Regions from separate parts of the Gossypium hirsutum genome. Here regions 2 and 3 are each linked to region 1. A link is a contact called in public Hi-C data. All regions are on one chromosome and are shown on one strand. Each heading gives the region's core, a stretch centred on a gene start, on an enhancer-like site or on the middle of the called end of the contact. The rest is flanking DNA. Distances are from core to core; before and after follow the strand shown. Region 1 holds the start of LOC107950582 (pre-mRNA-splicing factor ISY1 homolog). Region 2 holds the start of LOC107950576 (late embryogenesis abundant protein At5g17165). Region 3 holds the start of LOC107950571.

Region 1 (3,684 bases), core at 54-2,553:
CCTCCTTCGCCCCTCTCCTTGCCTCTCTTCTAATCTCCTCCACTCTCCGCCACTCTTCCTCGGCTTCAGCCCTCATCTTTGCCTCAGCTGGCCCCTCCACTCTAGCTAAAACTCCATCCTCTTCATCCCTATACCCATAATAACTCGCATCAATCCTCTTATAAATATCATATCTAGTTCTCCTCTTTCGCAACTCCGGCGGCTTCTCAAACAACTCCCTAACTCCCGGCAACTTCTTTGCGGCTCCGAAATACCGATACCCAGGGCCACGGCCACTGGGGTTTGGAACATCCACTATGTTCCCTTCTAAATCTGTCATTTTAGGGGCATGTTTGGCGTAATTCGGGCCGCCGAGTTCAACGATGCGCCGTTCCCAGTGCGACTTCTCTCGTATAAGCTTATTGATCTCGTCGTTAAGGTCGCGGAGTCGATGTTCTCCGAGGCCTTCATTCTGAATCTCAGCGACCTTGCGGCCAATCTCTCGCATGATTTGTTGACGCCATTTGTCGGCCTCAGCAAGGTCACGGCACTCAGAGGCGAGGAAAGGGCGGCGTTCTTTGGGCTTCTTTTTTTCCTCGGCTTTTAGGGCTATGAATCGATTGAGCATCGACTGGGCTTTCTCTTCGTTTCGAGCCATATTGTGATTGAGGGTTTCGGAACCAAGAGCTAGCTTTTGAGAAAGTTTAGCAAATGAGAGTCAGAAAAGCTTTAACCGCTTAATCTCCAAATAAATAACTCAGTGCAGACAGAAAAAGGAACAATGTAAAAATTGCTAATTAAGTTCCTCGGTATTCTCGGCAACCAAACAGAGGTTAAAGTAACAATAGTTACATGAAAAAATAAGAAATAAATTTACCATTAAATGTGCACAACAGATTAGAAAAAAACTGAAAAAGTATGAAGGCAAGGCCAATATTTCTCTAGACCTTATCATTGAAATGCCTCCATTTACCAAAAGAAAATCAAATTTAATGAAAAACAAAGGATTTTGAAATTCACCTGCCCTGAAACGTGAGCTGAAAGTGAGACGTCTTAAAACTTGAAACGTTTCAGAAAGAAATGGCAAGTCTGCTCGCTCGATCCGTATTAAAATTATAAAGCCTCCAGCGGGTGTGTGGTGGGTTGGTAGTGACTGCCTGACTGGTGAACGATGATGGTGGTGGCCGGTGGGTGTTGGAGTGGAGAAGGAAAAGTTATTTTGTTAGGGATTTAGAAATTAGCTGTTAGGGATTAGAAATTGGGGGAGTCGGCTGAAGAGGAAAAGGAAAGAAGCGGTAGACAGGCATGTGATTCGGGCCGGGCTTAGGATAAAAAAGTTTTATCTGAGGATCGGTTTATTTAAAAAATGGATTTTTATTTATTTATTAAAATTTACCTTTTAGAATTATATTTTTGTTCAAATTTTTTTTATTTTTCAGATAAATTTTCGGATTTAAACAGATCATTTGAATCATGATTAAGTCTAATTATAACTAAAACTCTAGAAGAATTAAAATTGAAACATGATAAACCAGCCAAAAAGAGAGAAGGAAAGAGAGACCTCCGAATCGAGATTTGTAACTTGGTTATGATTTTGATAGTTCGTGCAAGGTGCATGTCTGATACTTCTATTTTTTTAAAAGAATTTTATCTCTCCACTTTAGAAATTAATCTCTATATTTCATTGGTAAATCCAAAAACTGATAAGTTCATCCAATCTTTTGCTAATGTTACTAATCTTTATTAATTCCTTGAACATAAATTATTGAATTACTAATTTTTACTAATTCCAATGCTAATTTTTAAGACTAAGTCAACATTTTACGTCAAAGTTTAACTATGTTATCTAATTGAATTATTTTAAGTTTCTGTAAAATAAAATTCTGACAAATAAAAAAAAAAATTCTCAACTTTTATAAATTGAAAAAGGAAAAAGTTATAATTAAACCTTTTTTTTCTTTAACAATTTTTTTCCCTTAATAGTGATCCAACCCCAGTCTTAATAATCAAGCTCTTAAGTTGCAGAACAAAATTCTAAGCTTCTACACGAGAAGAGACTAAATAAAATTTAAGACACCGTTAGTAGGAGGGACTAGATAAAATTCAAGACATCCCTAGTATGATTAATACGGTAAAAGAAAAACAGGCGTCAATAATTCAAGCTATCAGATTATTATAGCAAGCAAGTCCTCAAAGAGGAAATAATAATTGTAAGTTGCTGCCTATGCTTGGATCACAACACATCATGCTAGTTTCAACGTTAAACCGGAAAATATGACATTGCTCAATTTCAATGTTGAATACTTCTTGTTTTGAGACTCATTGCCATCAGAGAAAATCACACTACATTGCAGCTGTAATTGATCATCAGTTTCACGAGTGAAGTTTGTCCCTTGCCTACTGCAGCCGCAAAAGATCTAGTGAGAAAAACATTCATTAGAACAAAGGAGGCATAGAAATTGGCAGGTTGTTGATACAGGTTCCTAGCAATTAATATAGTAAATATACTTTCAAGATACCTACATCATATACTCGCCAGACCAATTCCTACTACACCAAAATATACCCTGCTCATGTTCATTTTTACGGGTAAGAAGTATATGTGCAACACTTGGATTATTAACTGTCGAGCAAATTTTTACGATAAAAATAGATGTCTAATCCACACAGGCACACATGCAATGCGCGCCCACATACACAGGATGACATTCGAATATATCACAAATTGGAAGTCAGATTGAACAAGAAGATGCCAATACTACAAAAACTTAAACATGCCAAATGGCAAACGTGACCAATAACAGGAAGCACCAATTGGAACTCAGCCAGAGCAAGAAACAATTTATTTATAACATAACTTGATCAAAAATATTGCTGTAATTGAGCATCGAAGACTTAGTATCCAACATAGTCGAAACCTATGTTTTAAACAAAACTATGAAGTAGTCTTTGAATGGTAGCAAGTAAAACCGTCAATCAATGCCATATGAATTCTATCCTATGGTTCTACCTTCAATGAATCAATTTCAAGTCCAGAGATTAGTGAATGATAGTGCAATAAAAAAAGCAAGTTATTAGTTTAAGTAAGATTGAAAGTGTTGCATAACTGATATAATCAAACCAACAAAAGTCACTCACTCATATTTGGATTTTAAGTCCTAATTGGTTTAAATTCAACTCCCACTCCCACCCCCACCCCACCCCCCCCCCCAAAAAAGAAGAGTTCCATATACATTCACTTCAAGTTGAATTTTTAATAAGAAAAAAACAGCATTACTTAAAACACTTAACGATTCGTCAATAACCTAATGAAGAAAAAGGGTTAAAATACCTTCCACCTCGCCTTCACCTAAGCTTCTGCTTGGTGGAACTTTTCTTAGCCGCTTCCTTAACCTTCTCAATATACCCTTCAATAGGTGGAGTCAAAGACGCCATCAATCGATTTGCCGGAAATGGGGTCAAATCTGGTATCATAGCCGCCTCCTTAAGTTTCTCCGGCAACGCATCAATTGCCTCCTTTTTCATTCTCAACAAATTAGTCTCAGCAGCCTGCCTTGCCCTATGCTTCCTCATCAAAACCCGACTATACTCCTTGGACAATCTCCGGCCATCCTCCACCGTCAGCTCATATTTGGGTATCTTATCGGCATCGACAAGGCCCAATGTAATCAAATCCAGCCCCGGAGTTCCCATAATCATAGGCTC
Region 2 (3,424 bases), core at 858-3,357, 280 kb after region 1:
GTTTTATCAAGTGTTGGATTAACGAATGTTTATAATCCTATGACAGTAAATACTAATTAAATCCTCATCTTCAGAAGCCTAATTGCCTATAAACATCAATTAATATTACTCTTTTAATTTAATTAAAAGGTTTAAATTGGGTCCTTAATTAAAATTTGCAAGTTGAGTAAATAACAGTAGAAAAGAGAGCGAGGGTAGGTGTGCAAATCTTTGGCAGAGAGTGAAGGGCAGGTAAAGCATCAAAAGCATGGATTAGGATATTCCGCAAAACAATGGACTGTTAAAACACGTGATCAGCAATTAAAAAAAATCAATTCAATTTATGAGTGCTGCTTTGTAATAAGAAATAAAGGTTTTAGTGAATTGAAAAACAAAAGATAAATTAATTTTATGTTAAAAATTACACTTCTAAATTAATATTTTTACTATTTTTTTACATTAAATTATATATATTTAATACTTAAACTTCTTTTTCACTGAAAATATGAATTTGATGAAAAAAAAATCCCTACTCAACTTTCAGAAACTTGACAATCTAATCCAAGCGTTGAAAAACTTGAATATTATAAATAAATATAAAATGATCATTGCCATTTCTAGCCATTGATATATGTCCAATCCAACGTGATTTGCATTCCTACCACTCAATGAGTCAATATTTATGAAATTAGACCCATTCATTTTTAGACATTTATTATTATAATTAATTTAAAATAACACAGAACTATGATGGGAAGGTAACTATAATACTAGTAGCGCGACTCAAATCATTGACATACTGATTATCATGCACAGGAGTGTTCTACCGACATTATTATCTTTATAAAGCAGTGATAAATGGATTTATTAAAATATTTAATTGTTGAAAGGCAGAAAAATAAAAAGAAAAAGAAAAAGAAAGAAATGAAAAGGGTTGCGTAAAAAACGATGAGTGCCCCCAATAAAAGACGGGTGTCCAATAGGAGACAAACAGGGGAAATGCGTCCTTATCCAATTAGCCTTTACCTTCCCCACCCACCCCTCCACCGAGTACGGCATTTCCACTCTGTACGAGATTTCTCGATTAACCCGACAAACACTTACTCTCTTTAATTTTAACTCTTACTAACCATGTTTTTTCTACAATAGTTCATTAATTTAATTTAATAAATTATTAAAAATAATAAATATTTTCGACTGGTTCAATATTTTTTTAGACCGATACTTGATTAATTTTCGGTTCGTTTATCGGTATTAAATCCAATTCAAACAACTTTCATGAATATTAAAAACATACTTACACTTTTAATTTAGTAACTAAGTTAAAATTTACAGAGGAAAAAAAATCAAAACAAAAATAGCAAGTGATACTGATATTGTGATAAAAAAAAGGAAAACGAAATATTCCTAAAAATTTCCTGCGATTGTAATTGATTTACAAGAATTTAGTGATACTACTTATATAATGGAAAGTAATTGATACACCGAATTCAGTTATTCACATGAGACTCAGTTTTAATGAAAACTTCATTATTTGTTGATGTAAAACCATCATATCTTAGGGAGAAATTTTTCAAATTAATATAAATTAAACCTAAACAAGCTTATCAGGAAATCATGCCAAGGCAAATTTATCAAGGAAGAAATTGAAGTAGCAGCAAGCAAAATCACATCAAATGGCACTGTGATCAAGGAAAAATTAAGAAAGAACCTGGTAGGTGAAGAAGTGGAGATGAAAAGAGAAGGGGTGCGAGTGGAGGTGCGGTTAAGAAGTCGCTTCCCCAAGCTGGCGATCCCTCCACCACTCTTCAAATTGGCTGCCATACAAGTAAGGAAAGAAAACGGAGAGAAAGAAAATCTAAAAGAGGAAGAAACAATAAGGCAACGGTTGAAGATGGGAATATATTTCCTTTCTACAACGGAGTGTGTATATATATATAAATAAAGAGAGCTAAGTAGAAGGATGGATGATGGAGATGGCAAACTCACACTACATTCTCCTCACCGGCCTAACACCGCACCTAACCGCTAACCCCACCTACACCAACAAACCGTCTTCTTTCACTCAACCGTTATGACGGAAATTTTGTATTAAGTTTTTTATTAAAATGGTATATTTTGTTATGGATAAGGTGACTTGCAACATCAATATAATAAAATTTATAATTAGCGAAAAAAAAGTTATAATATATTTATAAAAATATAAATAAAAATTAGATGAGATTTTAATTGAAATAATAAAATTGATGTTTTAGAAATGGTGATGTTTTAAACTCAAATGTCATTAATCATTATGTGTTAATATTTATTATTTTATAAAAGATGGTTTTTTAATTATGTTTTAGTTGAGTTGGTGTTTGATCAATTCATGCGTAAATTTGATCAAAGTTTTTAAGTATAGATATAGATAAATTATACAATTATCTCAGTCAACTAAATTAATTACAATATTATATTTATTTAATTAAAATATTATGTCAGCTTTTATAACATTTAAGCCATACAAGTTGCAAAGCACACAATAATGGTGGTTTACACCGTAAGGGTGTGAAGAGCCATGAGAATAGAGGCGGTTTACATCGTGGTTAGTATGAAGGATTCTTGAAAACAATGGTTTTATGGAGTAGAGATCATGTTTGAGCAATTGTTGATATTATCTTCCTTTTTATGTCACAGGTTGTAGATCAAAGTTTGTGAAGAATGCACACAGAGTGTCCTATAGAGTTTAATTGATTAAATGGGGCTCATTTGTAAATTTGAATTGACTCAGATTCAAGGAACATATGGAGAAACCCGTCTATTTAAAGCCTTACAGGCCCAATGAACCACTCTAGTAAAACTAAAGTTACCATGGTTAATGTAAATCCTAAGGGATAAGATTGCATAGAGTTTAAATCTCTCAGGACTCTCATATTGTAGATAGGTACTAATCTCAAACGTTGATGTAATTCAATCTATACCATTGGATCTAGGTGAGATTAACTATATATAGAGGTATTCTCACTTATTTGTAATCACTTCCTTTATTGTATTCCATTCAAAGTTATTGAATATGTTTAAAAACATTTACTCAAACACTTTTTTGTTCGATTCAAGTCTCTTTGTCTTTTGGAGTTGATTCCACTTCGTTTTGGTACTTTAGAGAATTTTCCTTGTGAATTTTCATTTTTCGAGAGTTAAACTAATTTAAGTGAACTTGGAAGCAAAGAAATTACTTAAAGTTGTGTGGTTTGTCAAACTAAAATTCTAGTCCCATGACACTTACCTGCTCTTCTTGAAAGAAGAGGTAATTATAGATGGAAGAGGGCTTGAAGTGAGCCCCTTATCTCATGATTATCTGGGTTTTTTACAAAATTATTATAAAAAAATAAAAAATAACCAAAATATTATAACTTTTTTTTATATACCAAAATATTATAAATTTTTTTATTTACCAAAATATACT
Region 3 (3,399 bases), core at 406-2,905, 480 kb after region 1:
TATCCCTTTTTAAAACTTCAATCCAAATATATGTAATATTTTAATTTGTTAGATTTATATTTTCTATGTTATGTTAATATCTAATATGAGTTATATATTCAAATACATTTTAAAATAAAATAATACAAATGTGTTAAAAGCATTAATTAAAAATAAAAAATAATTTTATAATAATACAATTACGTCAATATCTAATTACAAATATTTAATTATTATATTTAAATATTTAAATATAGTTTATATATTCTAATTAAATTTAATAAATAATTAATATTAATTACTTAGAAATATTTAAAATTAATATTATATATTAAAATATTAACAATAAGTTATAATAAATTATTTTTTATATTTTTACTAAAATATTATAATATTAACTAATTTGAACATTATAAATACATATTTGTTACTTTATAATATCATGTCTAAAATGGACATTTTATTTTTCAAAAGTACTTTTTGACAGCAATATCAAACACTCAAATTTTTCAAAAGCACTTCTCAAAAGCACTTTTCCAGAGCACTTCTCAAAAACATTTTTCAAAAGCAATGAAGAACTAACCCTTAATCTAACACTTCCCTAAAATTATAACCCTTAAACTTAGTTAAAATAATGTACCATAAACCTTACCTTACTTTTGTTTTAATTGTTAATTTTATTTAATTAATCAACTCTAATTAAAATTAAAATATTAATAAAAAAATTGATCTGGTATTAGAAAATATATAATATTAATTAATTTTAAAAAAAATATGAAGTGATACTTTTTATTTGATATTTAAAAAGTGGTTTTTTAGGATAATCCTAATCTATATTAAGCCCTCGAAAAATTTGGCGTCATTATTCAACCGAGTATCAACTCTATTAACTAATAATTAAAATATTGTTGTTTTATAAAGTAAAATATATTATTTTAGTCTTTTATCTTTTTATATCTTTTAAATAAATATAAGCATAATAAAATTTCAATAACTTTACCATTTAAATCAAACTCTTAATTAATTTTTATATCAATATTTTTATAAATTTATTTATTATATAAATTTATTTTTCACGCAATTATGCTAGAAAGGTAATTTAATATAATTTAAATTCAATAATAACGGTTTTAATCAAGAGATAATATAAAAGGTAAAACTATATTTAAGATTATTAAATTATTAATAAATTTATTTTTTGTTATTCAACTTTGAAAATTTATAAAATAATTATTGATTTATTTGTAAATTTTCATTTAAGTCACTATACTATTAAAATTGTTATTGTGTGTCTTTCTTTGTTCGCATTGTTTGTACAAGTTAAAAAGTTTTTTTCCTCTTCTTTTTGACAGTCTAATTATTTTCATGAAATAGTTTTGAACATCATAAATTTATAAATTAAAATCTAAAAAGCTTTCTTCTTTGATTTTCTACACTAACTGTTAGATCGATTTAAATTTAAGGTATATTTTTCTATTCGTCAATACAATCGTCAAATTGTCGTTGAGAATTCACTAACTAAACTTTAATAAAAAAAATTACAGGTTTAAATAAAAACTTTAAAATAGTTCAGTAATTATTTTATAACATTTTGAACTAATATAAACTTACTAATAATTATTAGTGAGCTTAGTGTTATTTACCCAATATAAAAACACATAATATATCTAAGAGCCACACACAATTAACGAACGGCAAGCTTTGGTCTGGGTACCAACTTTATGTTTTCTTTCTCCTTTCAGAAAAACACTTCCTTCATCCTAAGTAATTTGTATCTGTTTCAGACAAAGAGAAAATCTCTAGTTTTGAACAAGGGCTGTGAAAAGGAGAAATAGATGGAAAGAAAGGGCTTAGTTTTATGCAGTGTTGTCGCCTTTCTGGGAGTATTATCAGCCGCTACTGGTTTTGCTGCTGAAGCTACTAGGATCAAGGTAAGTTTATACATAGAGTTTTGATTAGATCTTCTCTGATGAATTTCTTATAAATCCTTGTCCTTTTTTCCCTTTCTTTTTCTTTTGGCTTTGCCTTACTCCTGTCTGTTTTGGGGTGATTAACACTCTGCAAAAGAATAAAAACTGTTACTTTAAAAAAAAACATTGTCTACTTTTCTTTTTTTTCCTTTTAAGTATACATGGGGGATGAAAAATGAAATATAACTTAAGAGTTAAGACATCTTAGTTTTAGTGGGTATGGTATTTTCTTTTAGTAGAAGACTATAGCTTCTTCTTCTTTTTAACGCTTGTGATTTCTTATGAAAAATTCCTTGAGAAACATAGAGAAACCAGATGGTATTTTCTTTTGTTTTTTAATGCTTGTGACCTCAGAAAAAGAAGATAATGCTTTGAGAGCCCTACCCTCTGGTATTTATTTAGCTAAGTGCCTTTTTTTTATTGGGAGTTTTTCTGAAGGGATGAATGTATGAAACAGAAACATAGAGAAACCAGATTCTTAACCTAAGCACAGTGAAGTAAAAATTCAAGGTATTTGAGGGCTAGTCATTATTATTATTGAAAAGTTAATGGAGGAGAGATTCATTATAGACCAAAGTGGGATTTGATCTGTAGAGTTTGAAGTCTTACCAAATAATGGGAGAGGTTCTAGCAGTGAGGCTTCTGTTTCTTTTTCTTTTTCATCATATTTTAGTCATCCTGGCATATAGAATGAGTATTGGTTAAACCACTTCCATGTTCCACTTGCATGAGTTCAGTTTTGTGCATGCTTTGAATGGGACTTTGGGCAAGTTCTTGCAACAATCCTTTGATTAGTTAACTTTAGTCTCTTTTGCACATTGAAAGCAATTTATTTGTCTCCATTGTCACTGTATTCCATTTTACGGGGAGCACTATTATCTCATATAATTGGCTGTTTCTTTAAAATTTTGAGCCGAATGCTTGCACTCACAGTCCATGCTATTTTTTTGGAAGCCTGAGTTAAATTGTTAAGCGCAGAACCTATGGTGTGGACAGCTTTATGCTTCTAAAGACAAGTACAAATAGTGAAATTACTTGGTTCATCTATTTTGTCCAAAATACCTGCTGGCATTAATTTTCAAAATCTGTTTTAATTGGAGCTTGTGAAACTGAAAATATGAATGATATGCTACTACTTCTCTATGCATTAAGTTTACTTGGATATATGTTTTCTGGAATTCTTGTGATGACCAATTGTCCTTTTTTCCCTCTATAGGCTTCAGAAGTTAAGTTTGTATCCACTACACAATGTTCTTATCCCCGAAGTCCTGCACTTGGTCTTGGCTTAACTGCCGCTGCCGCACTTCTGGTAGCTCATATAATTATTAATATTCCAACTGGGTGTATTTGCTGCAAAAGAACCAGTCGAAGTTGGAACTCCTACTGGACAAAAGCTCTTGTCTTCTATGTTATTTCTTGGTGATTCTCGAGCACTTGTTGATAAGACTTT

The links. Hi-C and Micro-C count contacts between places; a contact is called where the count stands out from the background.
Region 2: a contact with region 1 is called in a Hi-C map of leaf, with 2.7 times the contacts expected there. The contact joins the promoter of LOC107950576 here to the promoter of LOC107950582 in region 1. A contact is called at or near these places in 9 of 34 Hi-C or Micro-C datasets (anther, leaf and petal).
Region 3: a contact with region 1 is called in a Hi-C map of leaf, with 2.9 times the contacts expected there. The contact joins the promoter of LOC107950571 here to the promoter of LOC107950582 in region 1. A contact is called at or near these places in 3 of 34 Hi-C or Micro-C datasets (callus and leaf).

The regions. Positions count from the first base shown.
Region 1 is chrD03:7,505,714-7,509,397 of Gossypium_hirsutum_v2.1, forward strand. It overlaps LOC107950582 (pre-mRNA-splicing factor ISY1 homolog), which reads right to left and starts at 1,304. Exons shown (of 2, transcript XM_016885460.2): 1 at 1,000-1,304; 2 at 1-666. The coding sequence starts at 637. It overlaps LOC107950583, which reads right to left. Exons shown (of 2, transcript XM_016885462.2): 1 at 3,311-3,684; 2 at 2,133-2,379. The coding sequence ends at 3,325.
Region 2 is chrD03:7,785,972-7,789,395 of Gossypium_hirsutum_v2.1, forward strand. LOC107950576 (late embryogenesis abundant protein At5g17165) reads right to left here and starts at 2,108. Exons shown (of 2, transcript XM_016885454.2): 1 at 1,691-2,108. The coding sequence starts at 1,803.
Region 3 is chrD03:7,988,931-7,992,329 of Gossypium_hirsutum_v2.1, forward strand. It overlaps LOC107950571, which reads left to right and starts at 1,656. Exons shown (of 3, transcript XM_016885452.2): 1 at 1,656-1,910; 2 at 3,166-3,368. The coding sequence starts at 1,815. It overlaps LOC107950573 (a long non-coding RNA gene), which reads left to right. Exons shown (of 2, transcript XR_001698111.2): 2 at 1-38.